2 separate regions of the Mus musculus genome follow, and region 1 is linked to region 2. A link is a contact called in public Hi-C data. All regions are on one chromosome and are shown on one strand. The core of a region is the stretch at or near the end of the contact, and the rest is flanking DNA. Distances in the headings are between cores, read along the strand shown.

Region 1 (4,689 bases), core at 1,656-4,155, 51 kb after region 2:
AGGCTTTTTTTGTGTTAAGGAAAATTAAGAAGTTACAAAGAGATATAGAAACCCATCATATTCATGGACTGGAAAATGCAGTCTTGTCTGCTCGCCTAAGATGATATGTAGATTTATCTATATAGATTTGCAGGGAAGAGGGGTTTAGCCTTGGGTTTGGTTGTCAGGACCACATGCAAAGCACAACAGGTAGGGAACAGGAAGCTGGCCTCAAACTCACAAGGTAACCAAGGATGCCCTTGAACCTGATGCTCCTGCCTCTACCTCTCAAGTGTTGGGATTACAGGAGTGAACCACCCAGCTAGTCACATGATGCTAGTGATGGAGCAGGGAGCTTTGTGCATGCTGGGTAAGCTCTCTCCCAACTGAGCCCCAGCCCAGCCCAGCCCAGCCCAGCCCAGCCCAGCCCAGCCCAGCCCAGCCCAGCCCAGCCCCAGGAGACTTTTTACAGACTCTGACAGGCTGTTTCTGTTATTTTATGGAAATGCCAAGGACATGAACAAGTTAGCCAAACGGTCATTTCCTAAATTTCAAGACTCACTGTAAAGCTACTAGAATCAAGACATCGTAGAAGCAGCATGGTAAGAGATAAATAACATGACAGAACACAGGCGCAAGAAACAGACCCACACTAACACAGTCCTTTAGAGCAGTCGTAGGGGCAGTGATGAGTCACCAACTCCCCGTTTCTTTTATTTGTCCCTTAGGGGTTCACATGTGTCCCTGGTGCCCATGTGGGTGTCAAAGGACAACTTAAAGAAATGGGTTGGTCCTTAGCCTTGGTAACAAGGGCCTTCACCTGTTGAGCCATCTTGCTGGCCCATCCAAGACCTTTAAGAAGGGTGTGTGTGACCTGTTCTGGTTTGTACTTTCTGGAAGCTTCTGACCTCCTTATAGAGGAAGGGCCAGGGGACAAACTGGTTATGCAGGGAAATGAGAATGGAAATTGGAGCAAGAAAAGTCCTGTGGTCTGAGTAAACCAAAGATGTGGAGAGTGCGGGGGAGGTGAGGCTGCTCAGAAGCCAAGAGTTCAAGGCCAGCCTGGTCTACATAGCTCTTCTAGGCTAGCCAGGGATATATAGGAAAGTTGTTCTGTTTTGCTTTTTTAAATCGCTAACCTAGATTCTTAAGGAGCCCTGACCTTGTCGTAGGAAGGGGGAAAGGTGAAGTCAAAGGTCATGGTGACTCATTTCCAGGGGCAAACCCTCTTGGGTCATGTTCCACCCAATCCAGAAGTAGTTTGCAGAGTGAGGATGGGTGGGACTCAGTGTCCACCGTGAAGGTGGAGGAATGCAGAGAACATAGCTGGTCCAGGAGTCAGCTGGGCCCCTGCACTTCACCTCCACCTCTGGGGGCTCATAAGTCAACTGCTGGCAGTACTGGCCCCTCTATCCCCCTGCCTATGTGTCAGTCCTCTGGGCTGGAGTCATTTCTGTAGTAGGGGGTAAAGGTTCCCCCTGTTCGTGATTCCTGCCTGAACCAGTTCAGTTCAAACCTGAGTTAGAGCAGAGGCTTTTGGGCTTCGGGGCCCAAATTCTGCTATGCTCTGGGCATGCTGTGTGGCCTTGGGAAAGATGCACCCTCTCTCTGTGCATATATTTCATAAAGGTAAGATGGAAAGCTTCTGGGCCAGCCCTAAGAAGCCGAGTCAGCAAATGGGGACCAATGGCCTCAAAGTGGCTCAAAAGTTGCTGGCATGTTCTTTTCATTGACCTCACTAGTCTCCTGTCTGTGAGGAAGGTCCAGAGCTGGTCCAGTGACGCCCGAAGGTCAGCTGTTCTAGTGTCACTTAGCAGAGAGATGCCTCAGGCTGTCCCCTGGACGTCCGTCCCCACCTGGCTCTCTGGAGTTTCTAACCAGCATGGGCTACGTTTAGCTTGGAGGACAGGGCCAGGAGCACAAAAGAATCCTGCAGCTAAAGTTTGTAAATGTGTCTGGCACCTTCTCCCTCCTAGAAGCCCCCACAGCTGCTGTTTCTGACCTTGAACAAAAATCAGGAGACCGAGTAAGGGGCTTGGCTGGACCCCAGAGGGCACCCAGAGTCTCAGGGCAAGGCAGTAGTAAGGAAAGCTGGGTAAAACATGGGCATGGAGCCGTCTGAGGCTTGGAATCTAGGCCTGCCTGGGGGATATGATCTTGCCGTAATCCTGGGTGTTGAGGTTCACTGGGGCAGGGGCTGTCCTGTGTGTTGCAGGGCTCAGGCCAGGCTGGGAAGCCTCTGGCACGGCTTTCTGGCTCATGTGGGCCACAACCCCCGGGTTCACTTTACAAGCCAGCAGCTTCACCTCTGTGAACCTCAACCTTCCCCATCTTCTGATGGCTCAGCAGACAGCCAGGCTTTGATTCACCATTTACTGGGAGCCCACGGCGATCTGGGCAGGTGCCAGGCCAGGACGTTAAAATGGCATCCCCAGCCATCCTTGGCCAACTCGTTTGCATTTTCTTGTGAACCCTTAGCTCTGGCTTGTGGGCTAGCATCAGGGAAAGCAAGAGCCTCTGAGGGGCAGATGCTTCAGTCTTTAAATCGAGTGGGGCTACACAGCCTCTGAACCTAAGCAATTTGCATCTTCACTCCCGCCTTGCAGCGCTTTCAAGGGTTCTTGCAAGACAGCTGCGATCAGCCTTGCTAGTCACGCGGGTTCCAACCTCTGCCGCCCTCCCAGGCGCCACCAGCGGGTCAGGATCAGGGGACCTAAATTGCAAGAGCCCACGCCCGTGCGCCCCCGGGAGGTGGTGCGGGCGCCAAGGGAAGAGGGAGGGGCCAGCGGGAGAGAGCGCGGGGCCACGCCCACCCGCAGGTGGCCTCGAGCCCTGAGAGGCTCGGAGCGGGGGCCGGGCCCGAGGGCGGGGCCTTTCTCGCGCCCGTCCCCACGTGTCCCAGGTTCCTGCCCCCCCCAGGCCCTGTGCTTATAACCCTGGATGCGCGCCTCTCTCAGCCCTGCTCCGCCGTCTGCCACTGCCGCCTGGGCTCACTGGTAAGAAGTTCCGGGCCCTTCTTGGTCCCCACTCTCTATCCAGGGTCTCATGACCAAGGAATCCCAGAGGGAGCGAGCAGCTGCAGGGGGTGGGCTCAGGGCAGCCCCCGAGTGACCGCGCAGTTAGTGGAAGGAAGGAGGCTGATGTCCGGGGCGCTGTGACGCACACGTTCCTCCTGCCTAGGGAACCCATGTAGGAGAACGGGTCCCAAGGTCTCCGGAGCAGGAGGACTATGGAGGTCCCCCTCTGGTTTTTCACGATCCTCTGTGTGCTGCGAAGGCTCCAAGTAGAGTCCCGGAGAGTCCAGAGGGTTGGGGGCTTCCGAATCCCTCTCCCTGGATCAGATTCGCCGATCTATGTTCAGGCTTGTTTCTCAAAGTAAGCAAAAGGTCCAGCCCCTCTTTGCCCTTAGGGGCTTGGGCGTGTGCCTTTCTCCTGAGTGTGACAGTACCCTGCTCTGGTGGACACGCGAACCCTGCCTACCCGTCCCGGGTCCTTCCTAGGCTGTGACTGGTTTCTCTTCTCCGTAGGGTGCAATGCCAGGCTCAGTCTGGGTGGGGCTTCTAGACAGGTTTCCTGCTAGCTGGCTGGCTCTTTGGGAGGAGCCCCTTCGCAGGAAATGTCTGTTTCTGGCTTGTTAACGGCTTGGGCCCTTCTCTGGAAGGCAGGCTAACCGAGAAATCGAGGGAAATCTTCTCCAGGAGAACTAACCGCGCTCTCAGTATTCCCCTCTGTGAAGTGGGTCTGTCAGGCTGTCTGCAAGTGCAGCTGGCAGGAGCAGACCTGCCCTTTCCCCAGGGGTAGAGTAGGAAAACCCTTCCTTTGATCCCTCGCTTTGCGGCTCCTCCACCTGGCAGGTGACCCCTGACGTCAGCCTCCCAGCTCCAGGGCTGCCAGCCTTGTGCCTGGACTCAGAACTCTTGCTGTCCAAGAGTTCAAGTTCAGTGAGCTGTTTTGAGAACTGTGGCCAGGGTCTGCCCACTTGCTCACTGGGTCTGGGATGAAGACCTGAAAAGACAGGGTCCCGTCCCCCCCCCCCCCCCGCAACCCTCCCCAGCCACCTACTCCCCCACTCCTCCACCCCCTCCCCCGCCCCAGACAAGGCTTTCAGAAGGAAGAAGACAGTGGAGAAACCTAAGAGCTGGGCTGGGCAGAGACTGGAATAGCCTCCATTTCAAACTCCCCCTACCCTCTCCCCCTCCCACCATAAACCAGCCAAGTCTGGGAGCATTGGAAGGGCCTCAGGGCTGCCCAAGGAATTCTGACTTTACCCAGTGCCCATGGAGTCCATAAATGAAGGGCAACTTCTGTCCACTACCCACCTCCTCCACGCACATAGTAGGACAGAACAGCTCTTAGCACCCTTGGTCAAGTGTGCCCCTCACCCCAGCTGCCTGCCTGCTCTGAGCTGAGGAAGTCAGACACTCCAGGAGCCTTGGGGTGGAGCCACGCCCCGGCCCACCTGCTGCATTTTCTCAGGGCCCATCTCATTGACCTTGGACGCCCCTAGGTCAGCCAGATCCCTCCACCAGGCTGTGAACACACTGCTTCTGGAGTGAGTGCCTTCCTTGCGGGCAGCCCTGCAGGAAGAGATACCTTGCTGAACTCTGGGTCTGAGGCATCGGTTTTCACTGAAGGTTTTGGGCAGAGTTCACTTCCCAGGACCTGGCTCCCTGTTCTTTTGAGGCTGGTTCCTCCCTAGACCTGGAAAAT
Region 2 (4,715 bases), core at 508-3,007:
AGCCAGCCTGCCTCAGTTACTCTGCATGGCTCTGACGATAGCGACTTAAGGAAGAAGGAACAGACTTTGGCTGATGGTTCCAGAGGGAGAAGAGCCCATCACGCCAGTGAGGGAGGAGAGCAAGCTGCAAGCCTGGTGCTAGGAGCAGGAAGCAGAGAGAGCACAGCTTTAACCACAGAGAGGAAGCAGAGGGAGTGGGACCAGGCTATTAACTTGGGGAGGGGAGGGCGCGGGGGGTGGGGGAGAGAGCGGGTGTCAAATACCTGAGCCTGGGTCGCTCTCTCTCTGTCTCTCTGTCTCTGTCTGTCTGTCTCTTCCTCCTTCCTTTCCTCCCTCCCTCCCTCCCTCTCTCCCCCCTTCCCTCCCTTCCTCCCTCAAGTTAGGCTGCTCTGTGATGGCAGCCATACCCCCCTTTTGCCCTTCACTGCTTTTATTGGTCACTGGAATGCAGTATCGGGAGCCACTCCTGCTGGAGTCCTCTGGTGTCTGTCCCCTCCACTCAGAAGACAAGAGAGAGGCTCTTCAGGCCTGGCTATGCCCAGGCTTGGGGCTGCTCTAAGCTGCCCCTCCCCTGTCAATCAGCTCTGCACCTGCTTGACCATGGGTCACTCCATCTTAGCTCTCCTCCTCACCCTTGACCGCTACACCCTGCTAGGGTCAGTCGGTGGATCCTCAGCCTGTCAGCTGGTAAATCCTATGGCACACTCCACCAAGGCTGTGCCATGCTGGACATCACTGCCCCCTGCCAGTTCCTGGTGAGGGCAGCATCCTCTACCTCCCACTCCCGCTGGTCTCAGGCCCACGCTGGTCTCAGGCCCACGGGTCCCTCTAGTACACAGGCAGAAGATTCTGACAGCTCATCACTGAGGAGTTAGTGGCAGCTGTGGAGACCTCAGGCTGTGGCTGGACAATGTGTTCCCCCACCCCATTCACATGTAGACTTTTGCCCAACTCTTCACATTGTAGCTTTAGTGAGCTACAATTTACAACCTATATAGTCCAGCCATTTAAAGAGTATCATTCAAGGCTTTTCAGTGTATCCAAGGAGTGGAGCAACTGCCACAACCAATTTTACAATGTCTTCATTGCCCAGTAAAGAATCCCCATAGCCATTAGCCATCCCCCATGCCTCGCAACTTCCCACCCACAACAGACCGTCAGTGTCCATGAAATGCCTGCCCTGGGCATTCATTCAGATGGCGTCACGTCATCCTGTGACCTTCTGCATCTGCCTCGCTCCATTTAGCCTGAACCTTTGAAAGCTCACTGGGCAGCCTGGATCAGTCTGTCTTTTTCAGAAATAAATTTAGTTATTTTTTTCATTGTTCCTTTACATAATACCTCATGTGGCTTTGTAACCCAGGCTGATTGGGCCACTTGCTATGTAGACTAGACAGGCCTTAACCTCACAGATAGCTACCCGTCTCTGCCTCCCACGTGCTGGGATGGAACAGGTAGCACCGTTTCTTAACCAGCCTTGGGCTGTTGCGACGAGGCTGCGGTGAGCTTGAAGTACAGGTGTCTGTGGGTGTTCAGGGTTCTGGGGTGGGGGGTGTTTTTGTTTCTCCTGTGTGGACCCTTGAGTTAGCCTGGCATCAAAGCCTCTATCAGGCCTCTAGTTCTTCACGCACGCTGTTCCCTGTCTGGAATGTCTCGTGGTCTTGTCTGCTTGCATCTGACTGGCTTCTGCTCAAGCTTTGTCCCAGCAGCCCCCATTGAGGAGCCTAGCTCCTCCTCCTCCTAGCTCCTCCTCCCAGCTCCTACTGCCCCTCCCACTCCTCTCTGGTACCCTCCTACTCCTCCCCTGTCCCTTCCATCCTCCAGCTCCCTGACGCTGAGAGAGTGGTACAGCTGTCAGCCCTCGGCTGCACTGTGTCTTTGTGATACATTTCATGCTTCTTGAAGACAGGGACCACGGTGCTCGCCTTTTTTTCCCCCCGAGCTCTAAGTAGGACACAGGGTGGGGCTGATCCAGGCACGTGGCTCTGGAAGGCTGGGCAGGGGTCAAGGTGGGGTGGAGGTAGGGTTGATATGATTAGAAATACCTTCAGGACAGATGTGCAAGGGAGCATTCCAAGATGTTGAGTGGAGTCCCAGGAGCCCAAAGGGTGGGGCCATTGAGTGGCTGATTCCTCTTGATCAGCAACCTAGATACATGTAGAAGGTGTGGGACCCTAACCGGAGGGAAGGAGGACTGTAAGAAGGAGAACAGCCACGGGTGGGTTAAGGAAAGAGGTTAATTTAATTGTTAACTTGACTTAGGCTCGGGTCACCACTGAGAGAGCATCAATATGGGAGTGTCTAGGTCATGTTGTCTGTGGGCATGCCTGTCTGGGACTGTCTAAAGCCTTAGGTCACCACTGGGAGAGCATCCATGTGGGAGTGTTTAGGTCACGTTGGCTGAGGGCATGTCTGTCTGTCTGTCTGGGACCGTCTTAAGCGTGTTTCCTGGTGTGGAAAGACCCAGCCAGAGAATGGATGACACTTTTCCCTGGGATTGGGTCCTGAGTTAGAGAACGCTAGCTGAACACAGGTGTGCACACATTCCTTCTTTTTCTGTTGTGGCTGTGACCAGCTGCTTCCTGATGCCACCGCTCCCTCTCAAGGACTGTCACCTGGGATGGTGGGCCTAACGACCCCTGTGACCTCTACACTGCCTTTGTCTGGGTAACTTTTCACAGCGGCAGAAGGGAAACGAGGCCAGTAGAAATCTACGAAGGTGCCTCGGACCCACTGGTGCCTCAGTTTCCCTGTCAGTACAGGAAGGAAGTACAAGACTCAAGGGCTTCGCTTCATTCCACAGAGAGCAGCGTGGTACACGGAGTGGTCTCCCGAGGTGGCCGCCTCCAGCTGAGTCACCTGCAGCCAGCCCAGGCCGGTACCTACACTTGTGTGGCTGAGAACGCCCAGGCAGAGGCCCGCAAAGACTTTGTAGTGTCTGTCCTAGGTGCGTCTGTACTCTACACGACCCCCTCTTTGCCCCATCCCCAGCAACCCTTGCTGCTGGCAGGCCCTCACCATGGCCTGTGTGTGTCACAGTGCCTCCCCAGATCCAGGACTCAGGCATGGCACAAGAACACAATGTGTTGGAGAAACAGGAGATTCGGCTGCACTGTGAGGCTGAAGGCCAGCCACCACCAGATATAACCTGGCTGAAGGACGGTGGCCTGTTGGACCAGCACGTGGGACCTCACCTCCGGTAAGGCCAGGCTGTGCCACCTGAGGCACCAGAGCTGCCAGCCTGTGTGTGCCTGCCCTCAGTGACCCCTCCCCATGCAGGTTCTATCTGGACGGCAGTACCCTGGTGCTGAAGGGCCTAAGAACAGCGGACTCGGGTGCCTACACCTGTGTGGCCCACAACCCAGCTGGGGAGGATGCCAGGCTACACACGGTGAATGTACTGGGTGAGGAACTGAGGCTGAGGAGATGCAGGGAGCCCCAGTGCCTTGTAGGAAAACCTACAGGATTATGAGTGGGCAGAGTCAGGAACCTCCAGTCAAGACCTGATGACAGCCACTCTGCAGGCTCCCTGGGCCTTCAGGCCTTGTTCTCTAGTAAGAGTCACAAGCGTCCCCTCCCAAGGTTCAGCCATGAAAAGATTGGGTGAATCTGGGTCCAAGACAGTGGACCTCATCTCTCCAGGGCATAGCCGAGACTCCAAAATCCTAACTACAATGGCTGGCAGTGGCATAAGGTCAGGGCTGGGTGCTGCCTTCCCTCCAAGTCCCTCAACACTTTTAATCTACCGCCCCAGTTCCTCCCACCATCAAGCAACAAGCTGGTGACACCGGGACCCTGGTGAGCAGGACTGGAGAGCTGGTGACCATGGTGTGCCCTGTCCAAGGATCCCCACCCATTCACGTGAGCTGGCTCAAGGACGGCCTGCCCCTTCCACTCTCCCAGCGCACCCTCCTCCACAGCTCCGGCCGCACCCTCAGGTAGGGAAGCCCAGCCTCTGGTCCCTGATGACAGTCACTGACGCACTCTTCAGGCAACTCTGGCTCCAAATGCTTCCGTGTGGATAGAAGAATACAAATAGTGTAGACACTGAGGTTCATGGTGACTAGGGAAAGCAAGAAGATCCTGCCACCTAGTGGAACCCCAGAGGATGCCTCATCCTGTGGTCTGATGGAGAAGGCATAGTCCAAGAGGACACCTGGGTGTACTGGCCTGGAAAGCCAGGTGGAAAGCAAGGAGGGCTTCCTGGAGGGGGCCTGAGCAAAGCTAGTGGTTCTAAACTCCAGCAAGCAAGAGAGTCTTGTAGCCGAAAGGACCAGGTATAGAGGGACAGATAGTAAGGCCCCAAATCATGAGCTCAAAAGACAGTCAAAGCTGGTCAGGGAAACACAGGGACATCAGAGCCTGCTGTGGTCAAGGCTAGCTGCTTACCTCTTACTGGTGCTGAGGTGTAAGAAGGTGGAGCCAGGCCTGGTTTCTATGGAGAACAGCATCCAGACAGAGCAAGTCCACAGGGCCACCCCCACCCCCACCCCCAAGATGGGAGCAGGACAGAAAGACAACAGGGACAGGCAGATGTTACAGGTCGGGTCTTGAGGTTCCTAACAAGCAACTCTTATCATGGTAGGGTTTCTCCTGGCTTCTGGGAATCTCACAAATCACCAGGGATGCACACTGAGTCACCTTGTCAGCCCAGAAAGGGAAACTTTTAAAGGCAAAATGAGAATTATACAGGATACCCTGCAACCCCAGTCCTT

The links. A called contact is a pair of places that touch in the nucleus more often than the background predicts.
Region 1: a Hi-C map of the P5424 cell line shows a contact between it and region 2, with 1.7 times the contacts expected there. The contact joins the promoter of Ass1 here to the enhancer-like site in region 2. A contact is called at or near these places in 4 of 39 promoter capture datasets (the 3T3-L1 cell line, embryonic stem cells, hippocampal neurons and 1 more), 2 of 15 datasets of contacts at CTCF or cohesin (embryonic stem cells and pro-B cells), 11 of 484 Hi-C or Micro-C datasets (the 63-12 cell line, 8-cell embryo, B cells and 6 more), 8 of 115 datasets of contacts at active chromatin or transcription factors (CD8 T cells and embryonic stem cells) and 1 of 9 other capture datasets (embryonic stem cells).

The regions. Positions count from the first base shown.
Region 1 is chr2:31,467,365-31,472,053 of GRCm38.p6, forward strand. Ass1 (argininosuccinate synthetase 1) reads left to right here and starts at 2,906. Exons shown (of 16, transcript NM_007494.3): 1 at 2,906-2,975.
Region 2 is chr2:31,417,019-31,421,733 of GRCm38.p6, forward strand. Hmcn2 (hemicentin 2) reads left to right here. Exons shown (of 98, transcript NM_001370902.1): 63 at 2,804-2,947; 64 at 3,040-3,199; 65 at 3,280-3,404; 66 at 3,755-3,938. Among named protein-coding and RNA genes, the nearest start is that of Ass1, 51 kb to the right of the region's middle. Within about 2 kb of position 1,758, at least 21 of the 459 cell types and tissues checked have an H3K27ac peak or open chromatin away from gene starts, as enhancers often do. A contact at or near this core is called in 8-cell embryo and the P5424 cell line, where this site is marked.